Regions from separate parts of the Bombyx mori genome. Here region 2 is linked to region 1. Evidence: chromatin contacts called from public Hi-C data. All regions are on one chromosome and are shown on one strand. Each heading gives the region's core, a stretch centred on a gene start, on an enhancer-like site or on the middle of the called end of the contact. The rest is flanking DNA. Distances are from core to core; before and after follow the strand shown. Region 1 overlaps LOC101739897. Region 2 holds the start of LOC692926 (ATP synthase).

Evidence for each region. A called contact is a pair of places that touch in the nucleus more often than the background predicts.
Region 2: a contact with region 1 is called in a Hi-C map of whole pupa, with 4 times the contacts expected there. The contact joins the promoter of LOC692926 here to the enhancer-like site in region 1. A contact is called at or near these places in 3 of 7 Hi-C or Micro-C datasets (middle silk gland and whole pupa).

What each region holds. Positions count from the first base shown.
Region 1 is chr19:4,115,107-4,121,114 of ASM3026992v2, forward strand. LOC101739897 reads left to right here. Exons shown (of 21, transcript XM_038017546.2): 5 at 158-298; 6 at 1,046-1,142; 7 at 1,412-1,507; 8 at 2,725-2,862; 9 at 4,263-4,403; 10 at 5,440-5,559. Among protein-coding and RNA genes, the nearest start is that of LOC101739897, 12 kb to the left of the region's middle. Within about 2 kb of position 4,340, at least 2 of the 8 cell types and tissues checked have open chromatin away from gene starts, as enhancers often do.
Region 2 is chr19:4,151,351-4,156,938 of ASM3026992v2, forward strand. LOC692926 (ATP synthase) reads left to right here and starts at 4,021. Exons shown (of 10, transcript NM_001046768.1): 1 at 4,021-4,146; 2 at 4,535-4,657. The coding sequence starts at 4,081. It overlaps LOC101736025 (PX domain-containing protein kinase-like protein), which reads right to left and starts at 2,581. Exons shown (of 11, transcript XM_004933448.5): 1 at 2,224-2,581; 2 at 1,536-1,724; 3 at 1,142-1,238; 4 at 56-162. The coding sequence starts at 2,325.

The DNA of each region.
Region 1 (6,008 bases), core at 3,090-5,589:
TAGTTACAACGGCTGCTCCACCCTTCAAACCGGAACGCATTACTGCTTCACGGCAGAAATAGGCAGGGTGGTGGTACCTACCCGTGCGGACTCACAAGACGTCCTACCACCAATAACAACAAAGGCATAATATAACGTTTTGTTAACATGTTCACAGCGTGGAAGACGCCAAACGTGCCAAGCTTGTGAATGAGTTCATAGAGCGGCGCGGAGACGGACTCGACTCGAGGAAGCGGACGCGCAATCCGCGTTATCGGAAATCTAAAAAGTTCTTACTGGAACGAGAAAAACAACTTAAGTATGTCAATTTTGTTTGTGATATGTAATTTTTGAAGTGAAACTTCTTTAGACGCGTTAAGAGTAAAATTTAACTCGCCAATGATTCGTTACGGGTAGAGATAAAATATATAATTTAGAACGAGCGAGAGCGAGAAAATAGATGAAGCGTCTCACGGACCACTCAACTTTTGAAAGAGGGAGAAAGCGAGCTAAGTCGTTTATCTTATACACATGCTGTTTACGGGCGTAGGCCACTAGATGGCTTGTTATTAGTTTCTCATTGCTCCTATAGATGGTAGTAACATATTAACTACCTTACATTTTATTGTTGATGAAGTAATTAAAAAAATATATGTTTCTATAATTTAAATATATAAATGGTGAAGGGGTCGTTTCTCTTATACACAACATTCCCTATTACAAGAGAAATTATATTGTACGCTAAAAATGACGAAAACCACAATACTACACCGCAAAAGTTTCACTCCTTTCACGTGCACCAAGTTGCACGCGCACCGTTTTTTTTTTATTCCCCTTGTAGATAGACGAGCATACGGCCCACCTGATGGTAAGTACTTAATGTCGCCCATGGACGTCAGTAACGCCAGAGACAGAGCCAAGCCATTGCCTACCGCTGCGTGCACCATTCGATAATCACTATATTTAGATTAGACAACATTTCTCTGTCTCACAGTTCGAAATATGGCCGAATCGTATACAGGCATCCGTCGCTTAAATAAATGAAATAGGTTTTGTTTCTCTTCAGAACCCTGTCGAAAGAATTATATGGGGAAGCCGAGGGCGGACCAAGCGGGAAGGGCTGTGGAAACCATTTATTCAAAGGTCGCAGAAACATTAGAAAGGTACCGAGATCAATACTTGTTTTCTCAAATATATGTGGGAAACGGAACGTTTTCGAGTAAAAGGGATGAATGTATAAGGAAGAAAGGGACGGAAGGGAAATGATCAAGATGGCGATCGGGCATAGCAAGAGTGTGAACGATTACGACGTGTTATCTAAGAAATTTTGTTACTTTTCCAAAAAACTGCTATTTACTTTGAGCAAATCCCACATGTATTTTGTATTATTCAGACACACGTTACAAAATGTATACGATATTATTATGTTCAGGTGATCGACAAAAAATCGCTGACCCATAGAACTGTGCTGGCCAACGTAGAGGAGTTGGAGAGGAAACGGAGACTGCTTGCGAGACAAACCAGGCTGGTGAGTTACTAATATTATAATATGTAACTAAGGTTTTTTTTTTTATGATTGAAGGATTACTGGTGGCCCGTAGGCCTTTCCAATTTCACCAGGACAGGTGGGCGAGCAAAGGCTCAGCCAGGAGGGGTGGGATTTGCTAACAGCTACCCGGGCGCCTCCGAAGGAGACCTAACAGCTCAAGAGCAGCTGCTTCGCGAATGAATCTACTACCGGATCGGAATCGCGACCCGCTGAGAAGATCCGGCGAGAAACTCAGCGAGCTGATTCATGGGTTAGGTTGCACGGCGAACTCTTTGTTGAGTTCGAGGAGTACGGTTACCGGGGTCCCTAAGCCTGCTCCTAGTGTTAGAGCTGAAGGCGTCTAATGCAAAGGTTATTGGATCTGATGGATCCGTAAGGACGTGTCTAGGGCTGTAACTAACGTTTAAGACGAAGGCTCGAAAACTGTTTCTCGGAGAGTTAGCAGAGTCATCTAATTGATAATATTTGTTTATATATGTTTTTATATGTATATATTAATGTATATCTATATATTTATGTGTATGTATTTATTTAAGTACGAGTATTTGTATCTATAAATATTATGTATGTTATATATACACATGTGTTTAAGTAATATCACCTTCACACTACACCTACCAAGGTTCATCTCTGCACTCCCCTAAGGTAGACTGTTAGAGAATGCCTATGGCATTAAGTCCGCCTTTATACTTTCTAGTATATGAAGTTATAAATAAATAAATAAATGCTGTAATGTGTGCACTGTGCCTTAAGTGTCTAGAGAAGTATTCGTACCGTATCTATCGTACTGGTACTATGACAATTAATTACTGGTGGTAGGACCTCTTGTGAGTCCGCGCGGGTAGGTACCACCATCCCGCCTATTTCTGCTGTGAAGCAGTAATGCGTTTCGGTTTGAAGGGTGGGGCAGCCGGTGTAACTATACTGAGACCTTAGAACTTATGTCTCTAGGTGGGTGGCGCATTTACGTTGTAGATGTCTATGGGCTCCAGTAACCACTTAACACCATACGAGCTGTGAGGTCATCGAAGCATCTAAGCAATAAAATTTTTTTTTTTTTTTTAAAACACAAAATCACGAATAAAAACGAAAATCTGAAATTACGATATTATGATATCACTAGTTAACTGTTTCTCGTACAATAGTTTCCATCAAACATTATTATCAGTAGGTACAAAAAATGTATTTTCTTCCAGAGAGAACATCTTGGTTGCGAAGAGGATGTGAACGTGATGGTGATCAATGACGAAGTCTGCCTGGAGTACGACTTCGAGGAGAACCGTCCCGTCGTCACCATACACCCCTTCTTCACGAAGGTCATGAAGGCTCACCAGGTCCGCATGTTTGTTCAGTAGCCGACACGAGCCAACGGATGCATTTCCGTATTGATACCGGCGAGCGTGCAAGGTCGCATACCCGGTCCTGTAGACAGAATGGTAAATAGTCGACGTCGCCCAAAACACGTCATTTCTTACCTTAAGCACCGGTCACCGTACTCGTCGAACCCGTCGCTTGCGGCGAAGGGCTCGACGAGCGAATTAACCCATAGACACAGCCCACTGAGTTTCTCGCCGGATCTTCTCAGTGGGTCGCGTTTCCGATCCGGTGGTAGATTCTGCCAAGCACTACGCTTGCTAGGGCCAGTATAAGCACCACTCCGGTTTGAGCCCCGTGAGCTCATCTACCCCTTGGGGCGAAGCTGAAATAGCCTCTCAAGGCTATCAGCATAGGTAGGAAAGAAGAAGAAAAAAAATGTGCAAGGTCGTTCTGCGAAGCAACGCCTTCTAGTTTCAAGTCTGAGATACGGTCTGGTGCGCCCATGCGACTTCCAACGGTTGTTACCCATAGACGCCGTAACGTCTACAGGACGTGTACACACGCGATGCAACTCAAACTTTCAATGAAGTATATGGGGCATTCTCTCACCAGCCACATCCTATAAAATGTTGTTGTCAAACCAAAATCTGCTATGTGCACTTTTTGAAATTTTTACTTTTTGACTTTTTCGTATAGTTCACAGCCCTATCTACCGTATAAAAAAAACTGTTATGTGTCTATAGCCTTAATATTGATCTATAACTTTCATTTGATATAGTTCTTAAAAATTCACCTTCATATTGTAGAGATATACGACAAAGGAAAGATCTTCCACCGAGCGGGTGATATTGCTCGGTAGACCGACGGTCCGAATGTTGTTGTTCGGAACTTGTATATACGCAAGCTTATCTTGAAAATGTCGTAAGCGAGATTCAGGCATCTGTGAAATATCTTGTTCTGTGATGGCTACCCGCCACAATATAAGATTTTACACGAAAATTTTTTTACTCGTTAAAAATCAAAATAGAGTTTTTGCACATAGCAGATTTTGGTTTGTTATTTTTGTCGCTGTTCCAGTTTCATTATCGAATCTCTAAAAAAGTCTCACATAAATAATGTTTTTTTTTATTGCTTAGATGGGTGGACGAGCTCACAGCCCACCTGGTATTAAGTGATTACTGGAGCCCATAAACATCTACAACGTAAATGCGCCATTCACCTTGAGATATGTTCTAAGGTCTCAGTATAGTTACAACGGCTGCCCCACCCTTCAAACCGAAACGCATTACTGCTTCACGGCAGAAATAGGCCAGGTGATGGTACCTACCCGTGCGGACTCACAAGGTCCTACCACCAGTAGGACTTCCTTACCTGACTTATTATTTATTCGTAACTAAAGTGTACATTATTTTGACAGTACGAAGGAGTGAAGTTCATGTGGGACGCTTGCTTCGAGAGCGTGGAGCACATCGCGGCCGGGAAGCCGGGCAGCGGCTGCATCCTCGCGCACTGCATGGGGCTCGGCAAGACGCTGCAGGTGCTGGCCCTGCTGCACACTGTGAGTCTACACCGCGCTAATATCTTATAGTCTGCGAACTACAAACGAGAGTCAAATACAAGCCTGAAGTAAACATTAAACTATCTATACTAATATATAATAAATCTACAGTGGCTTTACGGATGTTCCATTATAACTACTGAACCGTGCACCCGATTACCTTGAAACTTGGTATCCATGTAGAAAATACATGTACTTAATGGATAAGCTAATATTTATATGAGTGTTGGACTCCCTACACCAGTTGCGGGGGCGTTAATGATGAGAATCTTTGTGGGGGTGAGAAATAATAATATTAATTTTAAATTCCCAGCGAAGCGGACTGGTACAGCTAGTTGATTTATAAAACTAAGCATACATCCTTATAGTTCTGTTTTTCGTCAGTCATGGATCCAGTAGCCATCAACGGCAAATGAGCATGAAATTTTTTTTTAAAGTGAAATGTATGGATCGAATCTCGAAATCGAAATCGAAATCTCTTCTGAGTTTCTTGCCGGGTCTTCTCAGTGGATTGCGATTCCGATCCGGCAGTAGGTTCTTGAAAGCAATGCTCTTGCTAGGACGAGGGTTGACCAATTCTTCCAGACTTGATCCCCGTAAGCGCATACACGTCCGGTGAAGCTAACATAACGACGAGGTTACTAGGCAAAACAAAAGACCTGGCTAGAATGTGTGGCCTTATCCAATCTTGAAAGTGGTTTTAATGGAGTATTCGTTCTGTTACAGACCCCCATGTTAGTTAAAGTGATGTTCCATCCTTTTTAATAACCACTGATGCTGAGTAAGCATAGTAAGAAATCTCTTGGTAATAGTTACCGACCGAGAGTCAGCCAGTCGTATTTAGTCACCCATCGGGAGCGGTCTTGAACAATATCTCCTTTCTGCCAATTTCTATAATTTAATTGTTTGTGTAATTGAACTAATAAAAGTGAAAACTCTTTCAAAAATCCTTTTTTAAAACCCTAATCGAGAGACCCCGCATAACAGTTCGTATCAATAACAATAACATATATTCTGTGTATTGTTCTATAACAAGGTACTGACGCACCCCGGGGTCGGTATCCAGCGGGTGCTCGTGTGCTGCCCTCTATCGACCGTGCTGAACTGGGTCGACGAGATCCACAAATGGATCGGGCCTGTAACCAATCAAATAAAGGTATCTAAGCAAAACTTTTTTCACGTACAACGTATAGTACTTATCAAAAAGTATATAATCAAATTAACAAAAAAAACACCTTAACCGTTGGTGACCACAAAAACTGTACAGACTGGCACAAATGAGTGACAAGTCTAACCCTTGTAGCGCCCGTGTGCAATCATTACTCCAGCGCCCTCTAGTGAGCGCGCGGTCAAAATGGCATAGGAATAACAATTTTATTGAAAGTACCGAGGCCGGCGCCCCCTGACACCCCAGAAATCATCTCTCAAGGTGGGTGGCGGCATTTACGTCCAATACCGGGTTGCCCGTAAGCTCGTCCACCGTTCCTAGGAATGATTAATATAAATTACCAATACTAAAATATGCAAAACGTTTTTCAAGCCGCGTAAATTGAGAAAGAAACTTCAGGTAATTAATTCTGATAAGCTTAAATTATCTGAAACTAC
Region 2 (5,588 bases), core at 2,771-5,270, 36 kb after region 1:
ACATCTTACACCGCTGAGTTATAATGACGAAAATAAAGCACATTTTAATACGCACCAAAAAATAATGTTTCCTTATTCTCCATCCAATATCAGCAATGGGTCCTTTTAGTTCATAGCGCAAGTCTCCCCTCAAGGCTATTGACACGGTCTGCAGAGATTGCTCTGTAATTAAATAACTAGGTTTCAAATATTGATAGCATATCGACGCTTGAAAGGCAAAAGTGACTAAGCGACAATGCGTGAACTTTACGACTAATTTAAAGTTGAAATACCTAAAAACAAAATTTATTTTAACGAATCTAGCTGTAGTAGAATCTAGCTAGTAGCTGTAGGATTGAAATTATTTTAATAGACCTAGAAATATTTTTTTTTTGGCATCGAATATGGTTATTGCCTATCATTTATGTAAAAAGTAGTTATTGTCGCTTAGTCAAACGTCGATATGAACTTAATTCCTTCTGTCATTTCACTAATCAGCTTATAGCTTTAAATGTTAATTGAAAAAATGATTGAGTTAATATCTATATGCAAATAAGGAAAGAGATCATCATAGTAATATCAATGTATAACTAGATCGAGAATGCCCACAACACATATAAATCAATGAGCATTTATTATAGTACTTCAGTACACAAGACATCATTACTGTTACATTCTTTCATTACTATATTCTGTTCTGCACAATCCTAACACACCTATTTATCTGGTCAAGCACTTTAGGTACCTGGTGCCTAGCTACCCAGCTTGCAGATTTCTTATCCACCCATTAACTGATATGATGGATTTTTCACTGTTTGTGCAGTGCAATTGCAGAATCCTCTCCTACATTATTTATGTTTTAGCACTGTCATTTTTAAGGAATAAATTTATTTTTATTGTATGTATTTATCGATATGTATTTATTTATTTTTATGTCTGTTTATATAAAAAAAAGTTATAGAGAGATATGATAACATGATAATAACTTACAGATAGAATAAAACCTCTTTTTTATTCTGGTTTTTATATCCTTTTTGCTCGGAGTTAAGAAAACTCTTTAAATAGTTAATCTTTGTGCATATTGTCTTACTTGTAAATACTTTCTTGCTTTTGGTATTATAATTCTGTACATATTAAAAAACTAGTTAAATATTATACATACCTGAGATGGCTAATGAATAGTTGTTTGGATCTAGAAAACTTCTCACTGACAATGACAATGCTAATATCTGATGTTTCAGCACTTCATTTAAATAGTTCTGAAACAATTATTATGATATAAATAATTGATTATCTAAATTCAACAGACCTAAACCTCAATGTCCTCCTGAGGGGTATCACACACATGAAGAAATTGTTGTGGTATAAAGAAGCAACATAACATGTCAGTGGTATTATTGTATCCACAAGTGCCTAATATTTACTAATAAAAAATCCTGTCAATATTTACAAATTCGCATGAATGCTAATTTTGCTGGGTAATTAATATATTTCAATTTTTTAGTTCTAAAGTTTTGACTTAGTTCTCACTGCTACTGTATTTATATATTCCTTACCTGCAATGCCACTTGTCTTTCTGCGATAAATGAAGGCTGCATATTTCCTATGAGTTTTTTAGGTGGGAGAGGCAAATCTATATTGGATTTCAGCAGTAATGAGTGTAGCGATGCAAAATCACTATATCTACGAGATACATTCCACATATTTTCTTTGACGGGGCCTCTTTGAACCCTAATTATGTATTCCTGAAGTAAAATTCAAAGAATTAACTTTTCAATCACTTTTTTGTTTGCACACATGTGAATGATGTCATATAGGACCTTTACATTGGAATACATCAGAATATTCACCTGCACTTCATATTGATTGAAACTATTGTATTGTGATAATACTGACACATAATAAATAACAGTGGGAGTTGATCAAGAGGCCAATACACAACATAGTTTAATATCAGAACTTTTTGTCTGTTCTAATTTATCACATACTTAATCAATATTGTGTTTATTAAAATTAAGACTTAGTGGAAAATATTTCAAGTACAAGTACAATTTAAAGAGTTTTCATATCATCATATACGTGAGTTTTAAGCCAAAAACCATATCATACAAAAAGTAAGATCTTAATAAGTAAATTTAAATTTTCTCACTCTTGAAAATATTAATTATCCTAATATACATATTATTATGCGATAAGTTTAAATTAGATAGACCTTGACAATTTAATTTTATGATTTTTGCTTACGGTGTGTTTGTTAATGTTCTGAGCATTTTCTATGAAACATGTAATTTTCGCTGTGTCGTCTAATCTCCATATGACGGACGACGCATTCTGCCACAAAGCCATTGCCGGTATTGCAGATTCATTTAGTTAATTACAATAACAATAATACATTTTTGTTGAATTTCACTGAAAAAATAGTCATTTATATTTGGAACTTCGAAACTTATCAAAAGTTGGTCTTGTTATTTTAACACACTGTTACACCGATTGTTACTTAAAAACAAAGACGGCATCCAAAGACCAAAAAGTAGAAAAGTATGTAATAAATGATTTTCTGTTTCTGTTTAGAGCAGAGCTTTTGATTAGAATCACCATAGATATTTTTTTTGTACAATTTTCCCTTTTTAAGAAAGACAAGAGGTCTAAGCCCATACAGCCAAATCTGTTCTATATAATTTCTGAACCACCATAGATAGTAATTAGTAGTATAAGTAGAGCTTTTCTCGAGGAGAAAGGCAATGGAACAAAGCCATACAGCCAATTCTTAAGTTTTACATTTTCATATTTCACCATAAATAATACACTTAATATTTAGGAATAATCATATACTACATACCATAGTTAATACACTTATTAAGACTACAGAGTGATACAATAGACTTAAACTTAACACATTATTTTATGATTGATGGATTACCCGTTGCCCGGAGGCCTTTCCAGTTTCACCTGGATGGTGGGCGAGCAAAGGCTCAGCCAGGAGGGGAGGGATTTGCTAACAACTGCCCGAACGCATCTACATCTACAACCTAAATGCGTCACCGACCTGGAGATATAAGTTCTAAGGTCTCAAGTATAGTTACAACGGCTGCCCCACCCTTCAAACCGAAACGCATTACTGCTTCACGGCAGAAATAGGCGGGGCGGTGGTACCTACCCGTGCGGACTCCCAAGAGGTCCTACCACCAGTGATTACGCAAATTATAATTTTGCGGGTTTGATTTTTATTAGACGATGTTATTCCTTCACCGTGGAAGTCAATCGTGAATATTTGTTGAGTACGTATTTCAATAGAAAAATTGGTACCCACCTGCGGGATTCGAACACCAGTGCACCGCTACATACGGATGCACCGGACGTTTTATCCTTTAGGCGCCGACGATTGCGAAGGTAATGGACGTATCGCCATTTTCATAGTTCGTGACGTCTACTGTATAGCGTATCTTCATCAAAAGAAATCCCATAAAAACAGCATGGCTGTTAATGATGTCTGGGAAAGAATTCAAAACTCTTTCTCTCTTCAATGTTCTATTGACGAATTAAAAAGGAGGAGAAATTCGTGAGACATTCGTAAACAAGTGTAGGAGCGCAAGCGGGTTCGCAAATTGAGTATGCGAACCCATTTGCACAGTTGCTAAGTTTGCGAATGAATGTTTGACGGTCCCTTCACATGCGAGCGAACATTCGTACAATGTACGAATATTTGCCCGCATGTGAGTGGCCGGCATTACAAATGCTATTGCTATTTTGGTGGGCTTTTGAATTGTAATTTTTTGCTTTTAATTGAACATTTTTGCAATTTGACAGACACTTTTTAATGTATTGAGATGGCACTTCGTAGTACTACCCTCCGTAATTTAATCTATCCGTGGAATTGTACTGACTAGTGTAGTCTAGTGCCACTGTATAATACGGTAATGGTATGTATTGGAATAAAACACATATATACCATAGACATTAAATATTAAGTGTATTATCTATGCCATAGACATTGAGGAAAAATCAATACCTACCTATGTTATGTCATTTCCGGTTCTACCGCAACGAGTCGCGAGCGGAGTAACTGGCTTTCCGTCTGCCACAATTATAAGTTTGTGAAAAATGTCGCTGATCTCCGCTCGTATTGCTGGCTCTGTAGCCAGGCGCTTGCCTAATGCTGCTACCCAGGTATATTTTCATTACAAATAAGCATAAGAACACAATTCTCAGGTGAATATCAAAAATCGGCCGGTTAATGTAACCATCAGAATGTCGGTCGATTTTATCTTCAATTGGCTTTTTTTTTCTATTGCCTATACGTTCTTTAACTAGAATAAATTCATCTTCTCTATTTTTATAGTGTGCGGATACTAAAAAATTAAATTTTAAAAAAATATCTGAAAGATCAGTGTTATGTAATAAGTGGGCGATCGATGTTCTATGTGATTGCAGAGATTAAAATTATGGAAAATAAGAGTACTTGTGGAAAGTGTTTATCAAAATTAAACTGTGTGTTTTATAAAAGGTGATAAGTTACGTGACATAATTTTGTATACCCATTTGGTTATGTCTGCAGGTGTCAAAGGTGGCGGTGCCCGCAGTGGCCGTGGCATCTCGCAAACTACATGTCTCAACCACCCACAAAGCTGCCGAGATCTCCACCATCCTCGAAGAGAGGATCCTTGGAGCCGCGCCCAAGGTCAGTTTTGTAGTATTACATAAAAGTGCTTCTACTATATTTCGTGTTGATCAGGTCATAACCACCATAATTATTTAAGTCAAATGAATTATTGTGTGTTAATTAGTTTTGTTTAAAATTGGAATAAAAAACTTTTTTGCTAAATTTAAAATACGTCAACAGCTGATTCTGACAAGTGATTCAATAGGAAGAACTAAGTTTGTTTATTTCAAATATAAACATTTATAGGTTCATTTTAACGAATTTTGTCCATTTAATAAGAAAAACATACATAATCATAGTTTAAAGCTTTTTCAATAGTATCAAGTTCTAAAAGGTTATGGATTCAGTCATGAGAATCATTATAGTTTGTCATATTTTAAGCCATGTTCTACTGTAAGTTTAATTCATGCAGGAATAAATAAGTCTTCATGATTAGAATATCTCTGCAACTCAATGATAAGTGTTACCTTTTTACCATCATTGGACTCGAGTCATGTCTGTGGTCAAGACAAAATCCTGGAGTAAATACCAATCATTCCAGATATATGCATCTGGCATATACAATGAAACAACAATATTTTAATTTTTTATTGAATAGATATAACTGCACTGCACCAATCTTGACACATAAGATAGAAGTCTCAATTATATGGTGTAATGACTAAATTGGAATGCACAACTAAAGAATACTACTTACCTAAGTAGGCTCTACCAACTTTTTTATTTTTATTGCATAAATGGCTGGACGATTCACAGCCCACCTAGTGTTAAGTGGTTACCGGAACCCATAGACATCTACAATGTAAATGCCGCCACCCACCTTGAGATATGAATTCTAAGGTCTCAGTATGTGTGATTATTGCAGTTATAATATTTGCAGTTTTTTTTTAATGATATCTTCATTGTGGTTTTGTTTATCTGTCTATGGAATTTGATTAATAGCAACCAA